Linked DNA regions of Mus musculus: regions 1 and 2 are each linked to region 3. The links are chromatin contacts, called in public HiChIP or PLAC-seq and promoter capture Hi-C maps. All regions are on one chromosome and are shown on one strand. The core of a region is the stretch at or near the end of the contact, and the rest is flanking DNA. Distances in the headings are between cores, read along the strand shown. Region 1 overlaps Ift80 (intraflagellar transport 80). Region 2 overlaps Ift80 (intraflagellar transport 80). Region 3 holds the start of Kpna4 (karyopherin (importin) alpha 4).

Evidence for each region. Promoter capture Hi-C pulls out the DNA fragments that hold promoters and counts their contacts. HiChIP or PLAC-seq counts read pairs in DNA pulled down with a chosen protein or histone mark.
Region 1: a contact with region 3 is called in an H3K27ac HiChIP or PLAC-seq map of thymic regulatory T cells, with 2.4 times the contacts expected there. The contact joins the enhancer-like site here to the promoter of Kpna4 in region 3. A contact is called at or near these places in 1 of 39 promoter capture datasets (pre-B cells), 5 of 115 datasets of contacts at active chromatin or transcription factors (the SCID.adh cell line, double positive thymocytes, embryonic stem cells and 2 more) and 3 of 9 other capture datasets (adipose tissue, liver and pancreatic islet).
Region 2: a promoter capture Hi-C map of pre-B cells shows a contact between it and region 3. The contact joins the enhancer-like site here to the promoter of Kpna4 in region 3. A contact is called at or near these places in 1 of 39 promoter capture datasets (pre-B cells), 3 of 115 datasets of contacts at active chromatin or transcription factors (the SCID.adh cell line, double positive thymocytes and memory CD8 T cells) and 3 of 9 other capture datasets (adipose tissue, liver and pancreatic islet).

What each region holds. Positions count from the first base shown.
Region 1 is chr3:68,979,171-68,982,556 of GRCm38.p6, forward strand. All of the region lies in intron 5 of Ift80 (intraflagellar transport 80), which reads right to left. Among named protein-coding and RNA genes, the nearest start is that of Ift80, 24 kb to the right of the region's middle. Within about 2 kb of position 1,916, at least 84 of the 459 cell types and tissues checked have an H3K27ac peak or open chromatin away from gene starts, as enhancers often do. A contact at or near this core is called in the SCID.adh cell line, adipose tissue, double positive thymocytes and 2 more, where this site is marked.
Region 2 is chr3:68,959,021-68,962,321 of GRCm38.p6, forward strand. Ift80 (intraflagellar transport 80) reads right to left here. Exons shown (of 20, transcript NM_026641.2): 8 at 3,160-3,297. Among named protein-coding and RNA genes, the nearest start is that of Ift80, 44 kb to the right of the region's middle. Within about 2 kb of position 1,856, at least 3 of the 459 cell types and tissues checked have an H3K27ac peak or open chromatin away from gene starts, as enhancers often do. A contact at or near this core is called in pre-B cells, where this site is marked.
Region 3 is chr3:69,125,560-69,128,804 of GRCm38.p6, forward strand. It overlaps Kpna4 (karyopherin (importin) alpha 4), which reads right to left and starts at 1,533. Exons shown (of 17, transcript NM_008467.4): 1 at 1,173-1,533. The coding sequence starts at 1,241.

The DNA.
Region 1 (3,386 bases), core at 666-3,165, 150 kb before region 3:
GGGGCTTTGGGGATAGCATTTGAAATGTAAATGAAGAAAATAGCTAATAAATAAAATGCAAAAATAAAATAAAATAAAATAAAATAAAAGGAGACTAGGCCTAAGAACTGGGCAAGTCCAGGCAAGCCCAGCTAAGTGAATTACTAATAGAAAAAGTCCACGCCCCATAATGGTTCGGGAATGCCTGGAGGTAGAGTAAGATAAAGCTCCTCTGCCTTGGCACAGTTTCCTTAGCACAGTTTCCAGCCTCTGCGCCCTGATAATGGTTCTGCGAGGCCGAGAGACAGAGGAAGATGAAGCTCATCTATATCAGAATTCCAATGGGCTTTAACGAGAGCCTGCGAGCCCACTCAGCTGTCGTCTGTCTTGGTAACGGGGAGACGCAGCATGGACTTCTGCCTTTACATACTATTTGAGTCCAGGGTCAGTCTTTGGGGAATTGTGGCCCTTTGCACTTTCACCTTCACCCAACTGGGGACAGAATGGACACTGACATACTTCCTGCTTACATATTTTCCCACCTCGTGTGGTCAGACTCATCCTGTACAATTGGGACAGCGTGTTAGTTATCATACAGAAACCTCCCCCACCCACACACCCACCCAGTATTTCAGGAAGCTATCTGTCCTTGGGCAAGCAGGGCTTATAGGTTAACTTTAGCCTTACAGAATAAAGACTTTCATTGGCTATAGACTCTATAGCCTGGGTCTGTGCAGTCCTCTCTGGTGAGCTCCCTCTAACAGTTTAGTTGTTTTGTTTGTTTTTGAAAGACTAGAGTTTCCTGTAGGCCAGGCTATCCACAAATGGGCTATGTAGCAAAAGATGACTTGAACTTCTGTTCTTCCTGCTTCTTCTGCACCCACCCCAAATGCTAAGATTCCAGTCTTGTACCACCTTGGTCAGCTCAATTCTGTTTTAAGGTTTTGTGAAACTACAGAATAAACTTGAACCCATCCATTCTGCATCGTGCACTGTCAACGTCATGGCATTTGTCAGTACTGTTGCCCACACACCTGGAATCTGCCAAAATGTCTGCTCTACGTGCCTGACTTCTTGCTTCCTCCTCTCTCCTGCCTCGGATAAAATTAACTTCCTCCAATACCAAATCTACTATCATACAAATATGGCTATTTCCATACCTAATTCCTTCACCTTTCAAAAACCCAGTAAAAAGATGCTACACTGTTGTTTGCCTTCCCAATCAGTACTTTCTCCCAACCTCTGCACAGCTTCACAGTAATGCGCATCCTGCTTTGCATCATAGTCATTCATGTTGATTTGTTTATTCTTCACCAGCTTCATCAAAACAGTTCCATCTTGTATTCTTCTATTTCTGTACTCACATATTTACTTGAATATTTTAATCTAATCTTAATCCACAATCAGAATGTACAGTGTATCGTGGGTAGGGCTTACTTACAATTATTCACCACTTACATACTTTTCTCAAATGTGGAAAACTACTCGTAGGCATCAGGAAGAAGCATTCCTAAGCTAAATTAAACTGCATCCCAGGCCAGTTGAGATTCATCTTTAATATTAAAATGAGAGTTATGACTATCACTTTCTATGTAGAAAGCTAATAGTTGTAAATATAAATGTTTTATATAAAAAACCCTAACAGTCAACAAATGAATACAGGACTGGCTATTGGCATGCAGTTTTTAATCCCTAGATTCCAGAGTCAGAGTCAGAATCTATGGGAGTTCAAGGACAACCAGGGGTAGAGGGAGCCTGTATCAAAAAAAAAAAGGAATTCAGAAACTAATGTTTCCTCATGAACAAATAAACGTAAAGAGCAGCGTGCCTCGGCAGGGAGGGGGAAGGCACGAGCTGCCAAGCCTGATGAGCTCAGTGTGGCCCAGGCCCCACACGGCCAAGGGGAAGAACCTACTTCTGCAAGCTGCACTTGTGATGTGAGCAAGCGCACCAGACACTGCCGTAGGGGCTCTCTTAAAGCCAAAGTGACAATCGTTACTATACGGGCAAGCTTGCCCAAATATGCAGCCCCAAGCTCTGTCTTTCATGCACAACACCCACATCCTGACTGTTCCAACTCAGCTAGCAGGAAATGGAACTACAGAAGCCAAAAGGCAGGGCTAATACATTGGAGACTTCTTACTTGGGGACTTTCCTGGACTCGTTAACTTAGCCTTTGCTCCTGTTTTGGCAGGTGCTGCAACCTATATACTGGGTTTCTAGGCCTGAAAGGTGCTTCCAATGTGGTATCAGTATACTAAGGTCTGGAGGCCTGTTACACTCTGACCTCCACAGGTGTGCCATGGCATGCATCCACCCACATGCATACACAATAAATAAATGGATGAATGAATACACACACACACACACACACACACATGCTCGTGTGTGTGTGTGTGTGTGTGTGTATGCATGCATGCCAGAGAATAAACTTTTTAAAAAAAGTATAATTGACATAAAGGTATAGACAAAATAACAAGGATATTTTCAACATTGTTCATAGAATTCCAAGTTTTAGAGTAACTTGGGTTTGGTATGTTTTTATATCCAATTTCTAAACTCTGCAAAGGAAGCTAAGTTGCCTGACTTTCTGATTTGAGACATTAGCACCCAGCCCTTAAAATCTGCAGTCTCTAACTCACTTTACAAGTCATCAGGATCTGTTCCTTCTGAAATAGGTCATTATGACAAGTTAACTCCTCTAATGATTTTTCCACAGATGAAGCATCAAAAGTTTGCCTTGTTAAAAAAAGTACACAAGTAATTAAAACTTCAGGAATTAAATGCATAGTTCTGTAGTATTACCTTTAAAAACAGATTGTTTCATTGAAATAATAACAGGGTTACTAAATTAGGAAAAAGTAACTTAATATTATTTATCAATTTCATAATTAATATAAACCTTGTGTGAGAATAAAATTAAGCAAGGCAAAAGTGATTAGCACTTTCAAAGTCCCTACCATCCCCAACAGGGTTTCTCTATGTAGCTCTGGCTGTCCCAAAACTTGCTCTGTAGAGCAGGCTGGCCCCAAACTCAGTGATCTCTGCCTCTGACTACAGAGTGCTGCCACTGCCTCCCTCTCAAAGTAACTCTTTTTTTTAAAGATTTGCTTATTTATTATACACTGTAGTTGTCTTCAGACACACCAGAAGAGGGCATCAGATCTCATTACGGATGGCTGTGAGCCACCATGTGGTTGCTGGGATTTGAACTCAGGACCTCTGGAAGACCAGTCAGTGCTCTTACCCGCTGAGCCATCTCTCCAGCCCCTCAAAGTAACTCTTATATCAAAGAAATTATTGCTATTTAGAATGCTAATAAATGACATCGTTACTATTTACAAACATTTGTTTGTAAACTAAGCAGTAGTTTTCTAGATCCTTAACATATAAAGTACAGCACAGAA
Region 2 (3,301 bases), core at 606-3,105, 170 kb before region 3:
ACCATGCTGGCTTTTAACTTCACTTTGCCAGAGGTTCAAAACCTCAGAGCAGATGCTCTCACAGTAAGCCAAGTCAACATGGGGCTGTCTCTGGCTGCAGGAGAAAGACACTCTGATCTTAGCCTTGCCTTTCTCACTCTGCAGCAATCCCTGAGGGCTGCACAGAAAAGCATTACATCTTCAAGGTCTAAACTATCCTCTTCCATACAGCCTAGCGGGCATGTTTGGTGAATAACTTGTCTATATCAACCCCTGATAATATCCTATGCAAGGTCTACTGACTGCACAAAAACTGCTGTACTCTTTCACATTTGGAGACACGAGAAGTTCCTCTTGCCTGAAAACCTTGTCTCCTTGGAGAACTACTTATTCACCAAGCCTCAGTTTCCCAATCAATGTCCCGCAGGGAGAATTAGCCTTCTCCACATCTTCACAGAGCTTAACAAACCTACGTACCACTTAGTGACTGTTCTATGTAAGTCTTATAATCTGATTCTCTACTAGACTACTGGCAACTTGAATGCAAGTCTTTATATGTTTTAATATCTAAAGCCTAGTTTCTGGAACGTCTGTCTGATAAATAGTGTATATAATAAGATGACTATCAGATAAAAGAATATATATTTAAAATGTTAGTCTCAAATCTCTAAGGAATTATAGCATATTCAATCAATTCAGTTTACTTTTCCAGAATTATTAAGCCTAAAAAAGGATATAGTAACAAATGAGGTAAATGTGGAATTTGGTTATTTGCATAAATCAATTTTTTAAAATTTTAATCAAATGACATATTAAAATGATTATATACAAGCTGACTTAATAAATTATAGTGACTGTACTTAAGTATAGATAATCCTTAAGCTATGGGGTCCTATCAACTAGAGAGTCAAAAGTAATATATATAAAACTAAAATAAAAAATATAAAAGCATAATATATTACAAAAATGAGCGTATATATTCCATAGACACAATCACTGATAGACACGTGAGGTAAAGATCCTTACATGTGAAAACAAAGTAAAAAAAAAAAAGGTTTTTAAGGGATTTTTTAAGGGATTAGATGTTCTAACATCCTGATGGTATAGCAGCAAAACAAAGTGAGAAGTAGAAACAGATTTAAACACCATGCCATGGTAAAAATGACTGTCAATTGAGAAGCAGGCCGTAAAGAACGCGTATCATTCACTAAGCATAAGATGGAAACGAGAATGTTCCAGGCCAGGATAAAGATGAAGCTGGGCATGGTGGAGACAGCTGGAACCTCAGTGCTTGGGAGGCAGGAGGAGGATAACATTCAAATAGTCTGGGCTGCACAGAAAGACGCTCTCTTACCAAAAGAAAGGGCAGAAGGGAGGGGGCTGGGAAAAAGGAAGGAGGGAGGAAAAAGGTAATAAGAGAAAGGAAATAGGAGTGAGGATGTGACCAGCTCAGGGCTGAGGGACCAGCACTCAGCCAGATGCACAGCCTCTTTAGGAGCTGTGGGAGGGACTGAATGTTTGTCACAGCAGCAGATCTCAAAGCTTCTACTGCCACATACAAAGTTGAATTTTTTTGTGATAGAAAACAAGTAAGCACAAGAGTTATAGGCCATTTATAAAGTTCTAAAATTCTAACTAATCAACTTTGCACTCAAAGAAGGGGAGCCAGAGAACAACTGTGAGCCAATTTTAACCATGAGGGTTAAGAACAGTCCCCAAGCACCCCATTGCTACAGACCAGACCTTCAGGGTCCCCAGAAGCCTGTTAATGGATCGAGCCGTCTTCAGGACAACGCCTTTAGGAGACAGTAGAAGCTATAGAAGGTAGGGCAATGAAGAGGAAGTCTTTCTGCACTCAGCACTTGGACATCCCTAGAGAGGGATTATGGGGCCTGCCTGTGCTCTTCCTCCCTCACTTCCTGACTTCCTCTGCCACACACAGCTGCCTAATGCTGCTTCCCACATGCCCAAAGGCATGGAAACAAATGGTCCTGGACTGGAACCTCCAAGAGTCAAAATAAATCTGTTATTCTATGAGCTGACTTCCTCATCCATTCTGTTACAGTGACAGAAAGTTAACATAACAACTCAAACTCTTTCAGCCATTATCATGCTCTGTTTTTGGAGCACTTTAATAAAAAATTCACTCTTTGAGAACAATGGGTAAAAGTTACTGAGCTTGGCATCTGCCAGAATAGAATTCTGCTCTAAACACAGGATGTACTTGCATCCAAACACGAATACTCGTGTGCTCGCTTGTGTGCGTGCTGTCTGTGTGTGTGTGTGTGTGTGTGTGTGTGTGTGTGTATGCATGCATGCTATATACACATATGGCATCTGTGTGAGTATGTGCACGTGTGCACGTAGGTGTGCACACGGGTGTGTGTATGTATTTGGAAGACAGAAGCTGACATTGAGATCTCTCTGAACCTGGAGCTTATCGAGTCAGCTAAAGCACACGCCTTTGAGCCACGAGGAACCCAGCCAGCAGTACTGAGCACAGTGTCGCTGTGCTTGGCTTTTACAGGTGTGTGAAGACCTAAGCTTAGGTCCTCGGGCTCAGGCAGCAGGCGCTTAACAACCAACCACCTCAGCTCGCAAACACCAGTCCTTAAGAAGGAAATACATATGCTTTGGGGATTTCTGGAGAACAGTTTGCTGGCTTATTTTTTTGAAACAGGGCCTCACTGTTCCTGGCTGGAACTTGCTATGTACACTAGCTGGCCTTGAACTCAGAGAGATCTGTCTGCCTCTGCTTTCCAAATACTAGCACTAAAATTAACTTTTACATTTAAACACTGGCACTAAAATTAACTTTTAAATTTACTATTAATTCCTTACAAATATGTGACTACAATTTTATATGAAACATATTGATACCAAAAATACCATTTAAATTTCTGTGTTCTATACTAAGTGGGCATAAATTGGAATAGCTAAACTGTTTTACGATCCTTCAGACTCATGCTCAAGACAAATATTTCCAAAAAGATAAATAACAGAGAATATGTCAACTCTTCAGTTACACACCGCTTCATCTCACAAATTAGGAACTGATAAATCAGAGAGGTTGTATCAAATGTTTTCAATGAGAACATTTCAAAGTGCTCGCTAGGTGAGTGAGTGAGCACTGTGTTGTACATCACCATGTGCGACAGTATACCTGTGACTGAAACTTACCCCAGTTTTATCACACAAGCGTAACGTATGAAACGATCCAACGGCAAATAACTCCCCATCTGGAGCCCAGGCCACTGAGGTGATGGGGTGCTCATGAGGCTGGGAGCCGTACAGCACGCGGCCATAACTATCCCAAACCTAT
Region 3 (3,245 bases), core at 283-2,782:
AACAATCTCTAAATAGCAACACACACCCTGGGACATACAGTTCTTCTAACGACTGCAATAAGCTAAAAGAGGATAAACTACATTAAAAGACTGACTGGCATTGGGAAAAGTCAACAAAAGTTGCCATCTCTATCCCGAAAATGCTCAAATTCAGGAACCGACCACAGCAGTCTGAAGAAGTTACCAGAACATAAAAGGGGATAAGAAGCTAAAAGCTTGACTTTTTTTTTAAATTCCCTATATTAAAAAAAAAAGTCACAATGGAAAGAAACTGTGTGCTTAATACATCGAACCTTGGAAGCAACTGTGTCTATGACAACGAAGCCTTCTTCCCCCCTTTAAAATAATACGTGATGGTGTCAGTCCATAGCCTACCGGATTCCTCACTGCCACCACCACCAGGAGGTGGAGAGAAAGGATACCGAGAAGACTAGGGGATGACAGCTTTGTATAACCCTTTGGACTTTTCTATGTAAGAATGCAAACTGGTGGTCTCTTCTCAGAGAGGAGTAAAAAGATCTGTGGACAAGCTCAAATAAGGCGGTGGAGGCAGGTGATCTTTTGACTGGAAAGGGACACATCGTGAGCCACATCTTTGAATCAGCTAGGACCAAACTGAAACCCAGGCCGCTGGAAGGCACTGCTTAGCATCACCAGGACCGCCTCTCGCGGCGGGGGTGGCTTTTTTTTCTTTCTTTCTTTCTTTCTTTCTTTCTTTTTCTCCAGCGGAGAAGTTGACTCCTGTAGTTTGGACATTGAAGTAAAACCAGAGTCGGGGCGATTAGGAAAACCTGCATGTGGAGGCGTCTCGGGCCCGGAGAAGTTCCGAGGTCGCCGCTCGCTCCCCCATCGCCCTCCACCCGCGACGCTTGGCGTCGGGGGCTCGAGCAGAGCCTGAGCTTCCGCCGCTGCGGGGCCTCCGCCGCGGCTGATATGCCCGCCGCCCTCACCCGTGTCTGGCCGGCTCGACAGGACAGGCCTAGGCCGCACCCGGCGGGCCCCGGCGCTGTCGCCGGCGGAGGCGGAGCAGGCCCGGCACAAACTTCCCGGCGCGGCGCCCGCGTCACGGCCGCTCGCCCGCCCGCCCAGCGCCATGCCGGCCGCCGCGCCCGCCCGACTCCGTACGCACCCCGCGTCCCGCCGGGGGCCGGAGGCCGCGGACCCCACTGTACCTCCAAGTCACGGCCTTTGTTCTTAAAATTCTTGAGCCGTTGGTTGTCCAATTTCTCGTTGTCCGCCATGGCCGGGCCGGCGACTCTCCCCACCCGCCCGGGCCCCGCGGGATCCGCCCCAACCACCGCGCCGCACAGACGCTCCCAGGAAGCCGGCCGCCGCCTGCGTCGCCCGCCCGTCCGCTCGCTTCCTCTCGCCCGCCGGGCCTCCGCTTCCTGGCTGGCCTCTCCTGCCCTGAGCTCGGGTACCACAGCAGCTCTGGCGAAGACGACTGCGGGGCCAGCGGCGGCGGCGGCAACGGCGGCGGAATGTGCTGCCGGCTGAGAGGGGGAGGCAGCCTCGATCTGAGGGCCCGGCTTTACGGCCACGCCCATCGCCGCCAACCCGGTCCGCCGATTGGCCGGCCGGGCTCCGGAGTGCTTAGCCAATCAAAAGGGACGATGGAGAGCGGGGGACGGAAGAGCGAAAGGAAAGGGGAAGGGAGAGTCTGGGGCAGGAAAGGGACGGGGCGCAGGAGCTTGGGAGGGGAGGGGTCACGCGCGGAGGGAGAAACCCGAGGCAGCCGAAGAGCAGCAGATCCGGGAGCGGGCGGGGATGGGCAGGGTGTAGTGGTCCTGGTTATGGTGGGATGATTCCCGGGGTGGCTTTAGATGTTGGGGTTCTGAACTTCGTTCTTTTCTCCCCCGGTGTTACTTGAGCGCTTCATTCACTTTGGAAGGCAAAGAGGTGTGTCTAAGCTACATGTGAAGTCCTAAACCCTGAGTCCTGTTCTGGGAACTGCGAACCAACCTAGGACCCGGCATCGTGGCTAGGACTGACTACGGTGATGTGCATTCTGAAAACTGAAGGGAAAGCTAGAGGGACCCGGTAGGAAAAGGAAGGTAGAAGGTTCGCAACAGGTAGAAACTTGAGAAAAATTGGTCCTTCCCTAATACCCCCATTTTGAGCAGTTTCTCTTGGGAAATTAAACTGCTTGATCACAAAGTATTAATTTATAGAGAATGACGACTATGAGCCATGACATAGCAAATGCAACATTGTGACTCTTGATAAAGGAAGTTAATCCCAAAGAAACCTCTTAACCAGGAACATTGTAACCAAAGGCGGATGTAAAACAGGTACAAAAGAGCCTCTCAAATTTTTCAGAATCGCTCCGGGCCGGTGACTCGGTTTGTAATCGTAGCTACTGGGCAAGAGGAGGAGCTGTTAAAGTAGCCCAAGAGCAAGGCCAGCCAGAGCAAGAGTCCAAAGCCACTTCGAGCAGTTTAGTGACACTTCCCCTCTTCTCTTGCGGGTTCATCTCAAGATAAATTAATAATAATAATAATAATAATAATAATAATAATAATAGAAATACAACTCATTGGAAGAAGCTAATTATGCTGGAGGCCCTAGGCTCAGAAAAGAGAGTGAGGACATGTTTTCAAAACTATATTTAAGCTGAGCATAGTGATCCACACGTTAAATCTAGCAAAGGCAGGTGGAGATGAGTTTGAGGCCAGCTGAGCTACATCATAATACCCTGTCTAAAAACAAACAAATGTGTGTGTTCATTTATCAATTATTAGTTCCCCAAATTGTGTGGTTTTTGTGAAGCAGTGGCAGTTCAGAGTCAGAAGGAAGAGGAAAGCTAAATGTGTCTGAACTTGGCAAAAAACTCTATTACAAAACCCTTTGGGAACATTTGGCTTCTGGTTCTTTCTGGTATATTTTGTTTGGGCAGAACCACATGCAGAAATGAATGTTTAGGATGCGAATATTTTATAAACCCCTTATATAAAGTCAAAGGAGGATGCTTTTGTAAGGTATAATACAAAGACAATGGGTTCAACAAGATAAAGGATTGAGTTCTTTTGGGAATGGGGGATAAAGAGAACTGCAGGATAGGAGCCTCTTGAAGATAACTTATAATGGAATGGTGGGAACAACCCTTTAGATACAAAGTAATGCCTTCCAAATAAGTCTTTGGTATTTTGTATACTTTCTGCTGGGCTTGGCGAACAAGCATTTTGGAAGTAATTCACACTGAGGGTTAACTTGAATGTAAGTTGAATTCAGAACTTAAAATTCAG